2 separate regions of the Danio rerio genome follow, and region 2 is linked to region 1. A link is a contact called in public HiChIP or PLAC-seq data. All regions are on one chromosome and are shown on one strand. Each heading gives the region's core, a stretch centred on a gene start, on an enhancer-like site or on the middle of the called end of the contact. The rest is flanking DNA. Distances are from core to core; before and after follow the strand shown.

Region 1 (4,167 bases), core at 1,392-3,891:
TAGAGAGAAGGTGGTTTTTAGAGACTACTTGAACACATTCACTGTGGTCAAAAGAGGACAAGCTAAAAATATTTCACACACCATTCGAGCCTATATTCATGAGCACTTGCGATCAATAAAAATACATCTTAACACCATGCACAAACAAGACCAAGGAGATGTGTGCAGGTAAAAGTCTACCATATTATCCGTTTAATAAGGTTGCATCTTACCTTCACAGATGCGGTCCAATCTCTGCCGCTTCACTTTGTGTTTGTCCATCAGAGCCATCGACTGGCAGTTCTTTGATAAGACCAGCTACGTCCACAACGCGACAAGACTGTTCAGTCAAGAAACCACCAAAATCCTTAAAATATCTGTAAAGATTAAATTCACATGTTAAGAATAGGAAAAGGCATTGGATAACCATTTTCAAGATATACAACAGTTTGAAAAAGTCAAGATTTTTTAAATAACAAAATGTTCTGCTATATTGTATAAATACTTTGTTTTTTTTTACGCTTTGTTTTAAGTTTTTTAGGAAGACAGTGTCTCCAGCAGAAATCAGATCCAAGATGCCGTTTTAAATTCAGGGTTCATACAACTAAAATTTCATGACTTTTCCACGATTTTCTCAAGACTTTAAAGTAAATTTTCATGACCTAAGGTTTCATGCAATGTATCATATGTGTGGTAAAAGAAAAACAATGCATGTTTAAATTTATTACACAACATCGTAAAACATGCAGCAATCTATTTAGTTTGAATTTACATTTATGAACATGTAAAATTGATTTAGATAATGCTTACACCGCACTAATAATGTGAGTATGTGATTGGCCAAGGACAGAATAGAAGTCAAGACAAATAACCTATATTCAAGATTACAGATATTTGTTTTCCATGACTTTTTCAAAACTTTGTGGGTTTTTCTGTTTTTCCAAAACTTCTCCAGGCCTGGAAAATGCCATGTCAAAATTCCATGACTTCTCCAGGTTTTTCAAAGATCGAATAAACCCTGTGAATTGTATTGGAATCTGTGTTCTGGAAACTAATGAAGACAGCAGAAGTCAATGATTCATTTGATTTAGCCCGACATGTTTACTGCTCCAAAATATTATAAATGTTTTCTCATATAAAATATTTTATGTTCAAAGTGGAAAAAGTAGTTTTTTACCCAGACATTTAAAAAGAATATATTTTATAGCAGTAATCACAATACCGTCAAACTTATCATACCGTCAGAATCTTATATCAGCCCATGCCTACTCTGATCTAATAATCATGTAAAAATAACATGCACATTTTCATCTGGTGTAACACACAACTACCTGTTTGTGAAGTTACACTGTGAGGCTCGTTCACCCACATATATGACAGATTTGTAAAAATAGAGATGACTGAAAATAATAATAATAATAATAATAATAATAATAATAATGCAACCACCTACTTGATGATGTCAAAGCAAATCAACCACTCTGCTGACGTCACAGTCTTTACAATGGCAGCTGAAGGGGGAAATTAAACATTTATGAAAGAGAACAGACCATGAAGATGGAATTAAGTCAAAATCATAAGAATGCACAGACATTTAATTACTTTTTCATAATACACGAAATTGTAAGTCTCGTGTGCTCGCAATAGAAATAACGCCCATTTCACATGCATTGATGTTGTAGCGCCTCAAACACTCCAAACGACCGTTTAAAACAAGTTTTTAAAACCACTCCAGTTACATTTTGCACCATTGGATATCCAAATAAAACGATCAGAGGAGGCAGATAAACGTGTTTAATAAACAGTACTGTTTAGTAGGTACGTTTTGATGGCTTATTTGAAGTATGAGACAAGTAAAGAATCACAAAGTTAAAACTTCTTCATCTATTTTCTTTCTAAACATCACTGTGGTTGTGTTGTGTAGTCCAGCGCAGGAAAACTAAGTTAAATTAAGTGAAATATTGATGAATCCTGCGAGGATATTGCTATCGCCGCGTCTCTCCGCCGGGAATGATCGCGGGACCGCTGGACTCCGCGCGCGGACACTCGGCGAGCGCCAGATCAACGGTTGCGGACTCAAATACTCACGTTAATCACCACAAAACTGCATTTTCGGTCAATTAAAACGGAAGCGTCCTAGTTTTGTCGCGTCGCCCGCTCGCTGCAAGTTATTCAGTTAGCCTTGCGCTAGCTAATTAGCAGATGCAGCAAGACACAATGCAACTGACTACACAATTAACCCCAAAACAAGTGGACAAAACAGTTCACGGAAGTCTTATGAACTTATTTTTGTTTTAAAGTGGGAATTATAACTATATTCGTCGTTAGCATCGTTGCTCTACTTGCTGTAAAATACGCACTGAGAAAGGCGCTTTGACTGTGGTTGCTAACTGAGCTACCAAACATTAAACACACTCACACATACACATAGTATGAGAGGTACACAGTAATAATAACACATAGCAGTCTCTTAGCGCACACAATCGAGACTCCGATGTGAGTAATGTGTCAAATATGACCCAGAAACGGAGTAACGCGCCCCACTCACCCGACAAAAAGGCGTCTCTGGAGGTTGATGTGCGGGTCAGTGTGGTCACGGTAGGTGAATCAACTCTTCTCCGCTATCACTCGCCATGAAATCTGCACAGAAAAGGAAGTCGAGGCCGCACAGACAACGTGCTGTGAAAGAGCGAATATTCAGAGTGCAAACATGAGCTCCGCGCGGACGAGCGCCTCCCGCAGGCCGCTCTGCGGTACCTCAAGCGGGAAATTGAGACTGAGCTCGCTCGGTTTAAATTCAACATACATCCGATTAATTTGGATGTACTTGACAAACACAGCGAACAGATGAGTAAGATGTGTCGCACTCTACACTTGACACGTGGTCATTTAGTAGCTATTCAGCTTTTATCTTGAGCTGTGGTTGTGAAATTCGTTATGCTGGCAAACTGCCTGTATGTAAGTCTGTGTGCTTAAATTTGGTCATCAATTATTCAGTGACAAGTATTTATTTTTACCCTCTAAAAGTACAATTTAAAAATGCTTTTAATTGTAGTATTCCTCATTAATATTCTATGGGATGAGTTATGCAGGACCTAAAGAAAACTGTGTTGAATAATGTCCTCTTGTTTTGTTTGCTCAAGTGGCAAACTTATAAAACCTAGCCATGTCTTGAACTATTCAGATAAAATAAACTATTTAAAAAAATTTAACCATTTTTTAAAATTGGATGTTTATGTAAAATATGCTTATTCTTTATGTCATAGATAATATCTCTTTAGCAAAAACATCACTGCAGTCAGTTCAGACCAACCAAAACTTAAACTTGGTGACATCAAGTCATAAAAATATCAAAATATTTATAAGGGACAGGGGCTGTTTTTTGTGTCTGTCACTGAATTTTTCTTATATTGAGGTTTGAAAATTGTATAGACTCAGACCTCATTTAGGTACATGATTGATCGCCATTGTGATAGATTTATTTGATTTTATTGGACAAATAAAAATAAAATGCTTAGAATTTTTTATTTCCCATTCATTACGTATGAGTTCCCATTTTTGGGAATGATTAAGGATTTTTTCTGCTGCTTAACATTGTTGATTTGAGTTTGTGTTCAGATGGTAAAGTTAGAAAAACTGAACTGCTCAGGTTAAGGAAACTATTAAAAAACAATTAAAATAAAATGATTTTTCCAAAAATGTCCTTAGTTGGTGGTTCATTCCTCTGTGGCGACCCCTGAAATTAAGAGACTAGGTTGAAGGAAAATGAATGAATTAATTAATATGCTTATGGACTCTTGAGGGTTAAAATGCCACTGATCTCCATTATGTCGCTCAAAAAGGCTGGTCGTCCATGAAAGACAAACATGCATGAAAGGACAGAACAATGCAGAAAATCTTATCAATTCAAGGCTGTAGCTGGAATTGATTATCAGTTCAGCACTGAACAGTGTAAAGATGTGTCTCATTCAGTGTCTCGACACTTAAAACAAGTGGATCGAATGTTTACTCTGCAGTGACCAAACCAAATCAAAAGACTACACCAACATTTGCTGAGGAGCACATGCAGATGGGAAGCATCAAACTGGGGAAAGACTGAAGCCAAAGTGTCTGCATTAAAGTCAGTAAAAAGTGGAGGTGAAGAGCGGTGGTTTGGAGATTCTTTTGTTCAGCAGGACTTGAATCTCT
Region 2 (4,522 bases), core at 230-2,729, 110 kb before region 1:
TTTACTCCCAGGGCCGTTTATATCGAAGCTGATATTTAGCTGCACCATGTTGGTGTTTCGTAACATTTAATTTTACAAGGTTAACCCAATGCTCAACCCTCAACCTGGAAGACCAGGACATACACACACATACACTACTGACAGTTTAGCTTATCCAGTTTACTTATACATGTCTTTGGACTGTGGGGTAAACTGGAGCACCCGGAGACACGGGGAGAACATGCAAACTCCATACAGAAATGCTCTCTAGCCCAGCTGAAGCTCGACTCAGTGACCTTGCAGTGAGGCGACAGCACTACCCGAATAAATGGTTATATATGGTAATAAATGCCTATCATTTTGGGGTGAACTCCTTTAAAATTAGCATGCTGTGATCTGGCGGTTTTCTGTGTCTGGCTTATACTTGCAATGATTTTACTGTTTTGCAAACCTGAGACCAAATTTAGATTTAAATGCAACATCCTCAAATTAATACTAACCTGTGCTTTATTCTGCATCTGGGTCTGTCCATCATCTCTTTGTCTGCTCTGTGTGCCTCTGCGTCTCTCTCTCCATCTCTCCTTCACACTCTGAGCCCATCTTTTAGGCTCCCCCCACGTCTTCCTACTTGTCTTTGTCGTTTTTTCTGGTAGCTCAATAAATCCTCCACCTATATTTTTCTCACTCTCGGCAGCCCAACTCCACTGACCCCTGACCTCGGTTTTGTCCAGCACTAAAGATGATGGCGTTAGTGTTGGAGCGAGAAGGTCAGGAGGGTTTTTGAAGGTTTCAGTTTGGTATAAAGGTGGCACATTTGACCTGATCTCCCCTCCCAGGGAAAACTGTTCATTCCCAACACTGGAAGTGACATCATTAGATCTCTCTGAGATAAAACGCTTGTTTTCTCCCCATATTAATGGTGGACGTTTAGGTTTAGCAGAAGACGCTAAGTGTTTAGTGATCCTTTTGGCAGGCTTTTTAGCTGCAGGAGTCAATGCGCTTCCAAAATTAGGAGACTGTTGAGTCCAAGAGTTCCCCCAGTTATTCCAAACTGAGCTGCGTCCATCTTGCTCTTTACTTCTGATGGAGGTTCCAAATTGGTAAAGGTTTGTTTTAGATGAATCCTCTGCTGATTCAGAAGCACTGCATGTTTGCATATCAGTGACTGAACTGCTGTTGGTCTGTTGAGTGTTCAATCGTAATTTCTGAAGCATAGATTCCAGTAAGGCATGAGTGTCTGAGACAGGGTTCAGCTCCGCCATTGGGCTCTGAAACCACATGCGCACATATGAGTACAGACGGCTCACAAATACTGGATAGATGAACACAGACAGGTAGAATGACTTTAGAGGCTCAACTTACATGCAACTTAGTTATGATTCCACAGATCCTTCATTTGTGCCACCAAGTTAGTCCATCCAAGTGTTTATTTCCATCCATTATTAATTTGGCTCAACTTCCATTCCATTTGTGTTCTCTCAAAACATTTTCTTGATTTGTGAAGTGCAGAAGGAAGAAGTGTGTAAAGAATGGTAAAAAAGGAGGCGTATCTAACACCCAGATGGACAGGTAAGACAAGTGTGTCAGGGTGAAACATTTTGTATTTTTGTCACTCCCTCTGACCAGCCGCTGAATAGTTGAGAAACTATGCCTGAAAGTATGTTAAGAACATTTTGATGTCTTTCTATGAATCACTGCGTCAGTAATTATGGTGTTCAGGTGGATATCTGCAGATCTATACTAATGTGTATACAAAGTAAAATACAATACATTATATGCTTATATTGAAATACGTTTATCTCACATCTAATTATGGTGTAAAGTATTGCTTCCTTTCAAGTTCAAACTTGACTTCAGTTCATACTTCAAATAGTTTAATTTCAAATTAATGGGTGTCAACTAATTTTCTTCAGGGGAAAAAGAAAATATGCATTAAACAAAAGCACGTCTACAAATACTGTACATTGTTGTTGTAGTGCAGGCTAAATGCATTGTACTGTAAGTTTACATTCGTATTCACTTGTATATGGAAGACTCTTTGGGTCTGCATTAGGAGAAAAAAATAAAAGTGTACAAACAAACTAAATATGTTTAAAACAATAGCTGAATTATTCATTAATTCATTTTCCTTCGGCTTAGTCCCTTTATTCATCAGGGCTCGCCATAGTGGAATGAACTTTAGTTTATAAAATTTACTTATAGCGAAGGTCTTTGGACTGTGGGGAAAACCGCAGCACCTGAAGAAAACCCATGCGAACACAGGGAGAACATGCAAACTCCACACAGAAATGCCAACTGGCCCAGCCGGGACTCAAACCAGCAACCTTTTTGCTGTAAGGGGACAGTGCTAACCACTGAGCCACCATGCCGCCTCATAAATAGTTGAATTAACAGAAATAAAATGTAAGATTAAAATAAATAATGAAAAATTAACAATTGAAACAAATTTAATTTAAATAATCTAATAATTATAAAGCAAATAGTACAAAACATCATTCTACATTTTCAGTTAAAACAAACATATAATTGCAGATTGATATTAACAATAAATATTAAAATAAGTAAATAAATAATTATGTAAATAAATAAAAAAGAGCAAAAAGTAGAATGTCTTTATAAAGCTAACAGAAACTAAATTTAGCCATATAATGGGGTATATGCACACAGACTTTTAATTTCAGTCTGCCAGCCCCAGGGCTTCAGGTTTATTGTCATCTTATACAAAATCGTTGAGTTTAAGATCTGAGCTCTTAAAAAAAAACAGCGATCTTCACTGCCTGGCTGAGACACGATATAAAGTATCAGACCAAACAAGAAGCATTAAACTATATTTTTCCACGCCATGTCTTTAAAATATGGCAGTTTATTTTACCCCAGTATTTTCAATGGAGTTTCAGAGCTAGCCTGTGGCTAATGACGGCATCTACGTTTAAATGGTCTTTCTTCTCTTTTTATGCTTTAACAACGAAATGGATTTCTAAGTCTATTTAACTGATTATATTTGAATTACATTATAACATCAATGCTGTTAAAGGAACCTCATAAAACTGAAAATAGTTACATTAAGCTTTAACCAGAAGTTTATAATTGTCAGAAAGACACTAGCTGTGCATATAGCCCATTGATATGTATTTTTATATCACATGAGGATGATGTTTTAAAACAATCTTGCATCTAAAGAAAAAAGGAAACCCCTGAACTGAAGGTATTTAGTTTTACTTTACACCCATAACGAACTGAATGCTCATAAATTGTTTTCAAACAGCTTTTCATGTTTTAAACTTATGAGAATAACTAATTTAAAATCAACGAACCTAAAGCTGACCCTGTAAAACCTGTTTTCCTATGCTTTTTCTTTCACATGGTGGGAGGCCTCTGTCTCTGTATGTGGACGCTTTGTTATGACGTAAACGCTGTGTGTCTGAGACCTCGCGCTGATTGGGTGGAGCAGAAAATACGCGCCATATGTCTGATTCGAAGTAAACAGTGTCGCACAACTGCCGATTTCTTGAATTATTTTCTTATAATAAGTTTATCGTCTTAATTATGCGTCTTTTTTATTCGATAAAAGATAACAGCTCTTAAACCTGTCTTTACGATCAATTCACCGCATTATAAGCGCCGCTGGTGTCATGTGGCCGGTTACCTGATTCATTACTATCAACAGATCGAGCTAGTGGATAGTTCATGCTTTACTTTGTTTAAAAATAGTATTATTGACAAAATATCATGGATTGTGTTGCAACTGGAGCAAACGTGAAAGGTAATGAAACTCATGTTATTTAGTGAAAGCTCACCCGGGACGCAAAGCGTTGTGTGATAAATAAGTTAAATCTAAACATGTGACGCAACATAACTTCTACAGATTGAAGTAAAGTTGGTTTTATATTCTCACATTCAAACTTTCCTATTCTGTGCAAATTCTACATAAGGGAATCATAATAGCAGCCAATGACTACCAAAGCACAAAGCAGCATTATTCAAGTCAAATAAATAGTGCTGATGTTGTTTTGAAGTCATACTTTCATGTGATTTCAGACCCAATGTTCAAAGTACTGTGATAAACAATATAGGGAGCTTTTCACAAGTTGACACTGAACGAAAGTGCTAATAATATAAAACCAACTTTACTTCAGCCGTATCCAGCTCTTAAAAGATGCTTTTATGAATAGACCAAGAAAACTGATTCACATTTGTTGTAGTTTTAGCAAAAGCCATACATTCCCTGTCGAGAATTGGAGAGGAGCTGTATTTGGAGCCTGTGGATGATGGGGTAACATCATTAATGTTTCAGTTGTGTTTTTATTTAGCCAGATGTGAGATGGTATCTTAAAGAACTCTGTATCTTGTGTTTTTAGCTGGCCCTGCGGTCGGTCAACTCTTCCCGCTCAGCCTTTGCCAGTTTCCAGTTGTCTCCTCTCTTCTTCCAGAGATACCAGGCTCCAACAGACCAGAGCTTTCGCTGCAAAATGCCCATCAAAGTAACATCTCCTGCGTCTATGCATTTCAGGCACTTTATGGTTTGGTTAAAGGGTTAGTTCCC

Evidence for each region. HiChIP or PLAC-seq counts read pairs in DNA pulled down with a chosen protein or histone mark.
Region 2: an H3K4me3 HiChIP or PLAC-seq map of gastrula embryo shows a contact between it and region 1, with 2.3 times the contacts expected there. The contact joins the promoter of zgc:113229 here to the promoter of ctbp1l in region 1. A contact is called at or near these places in 2 of 4 datasets of contacts at active chromatin or transcription factors (embryo and gastrula embryo).

What each region holds. Positions count from the first base shown.
Region 1 is chr14:26,131,776-26,135,942 of GRCz12tu, reverse strand. ctbp1l (C-terminal binding protein 1-like) reads right to left here and starts at 2,641. Exons shown (of 11, transcript NM_131714.3): 1 at 2,528-2,641; 2 at 1,433-1,490; 3 at 213-356. The coding sequence starts at 270.
Region 2 is chr14:26,243,627-26,248,148 of GRCz12tu, reverse strand. It overlaps zgc:113229, which reads right to left and starts at 1,479. Exons shown (of 6, transcript NM_001017913.1): 1 at 1,342-1,479; 2 at 480-1,247. The coding sequence starts at 1,241. rad9a (RAD9 checkpoint clamp component A) reads left to right here and starts at 3,413. Exons shown (of 11, transcript NM_200207.2): 1 at 3,413-3,742; 2 at 4,182-4,252; 3 at 4,338-4,460. The coding sequence starts at 3,709.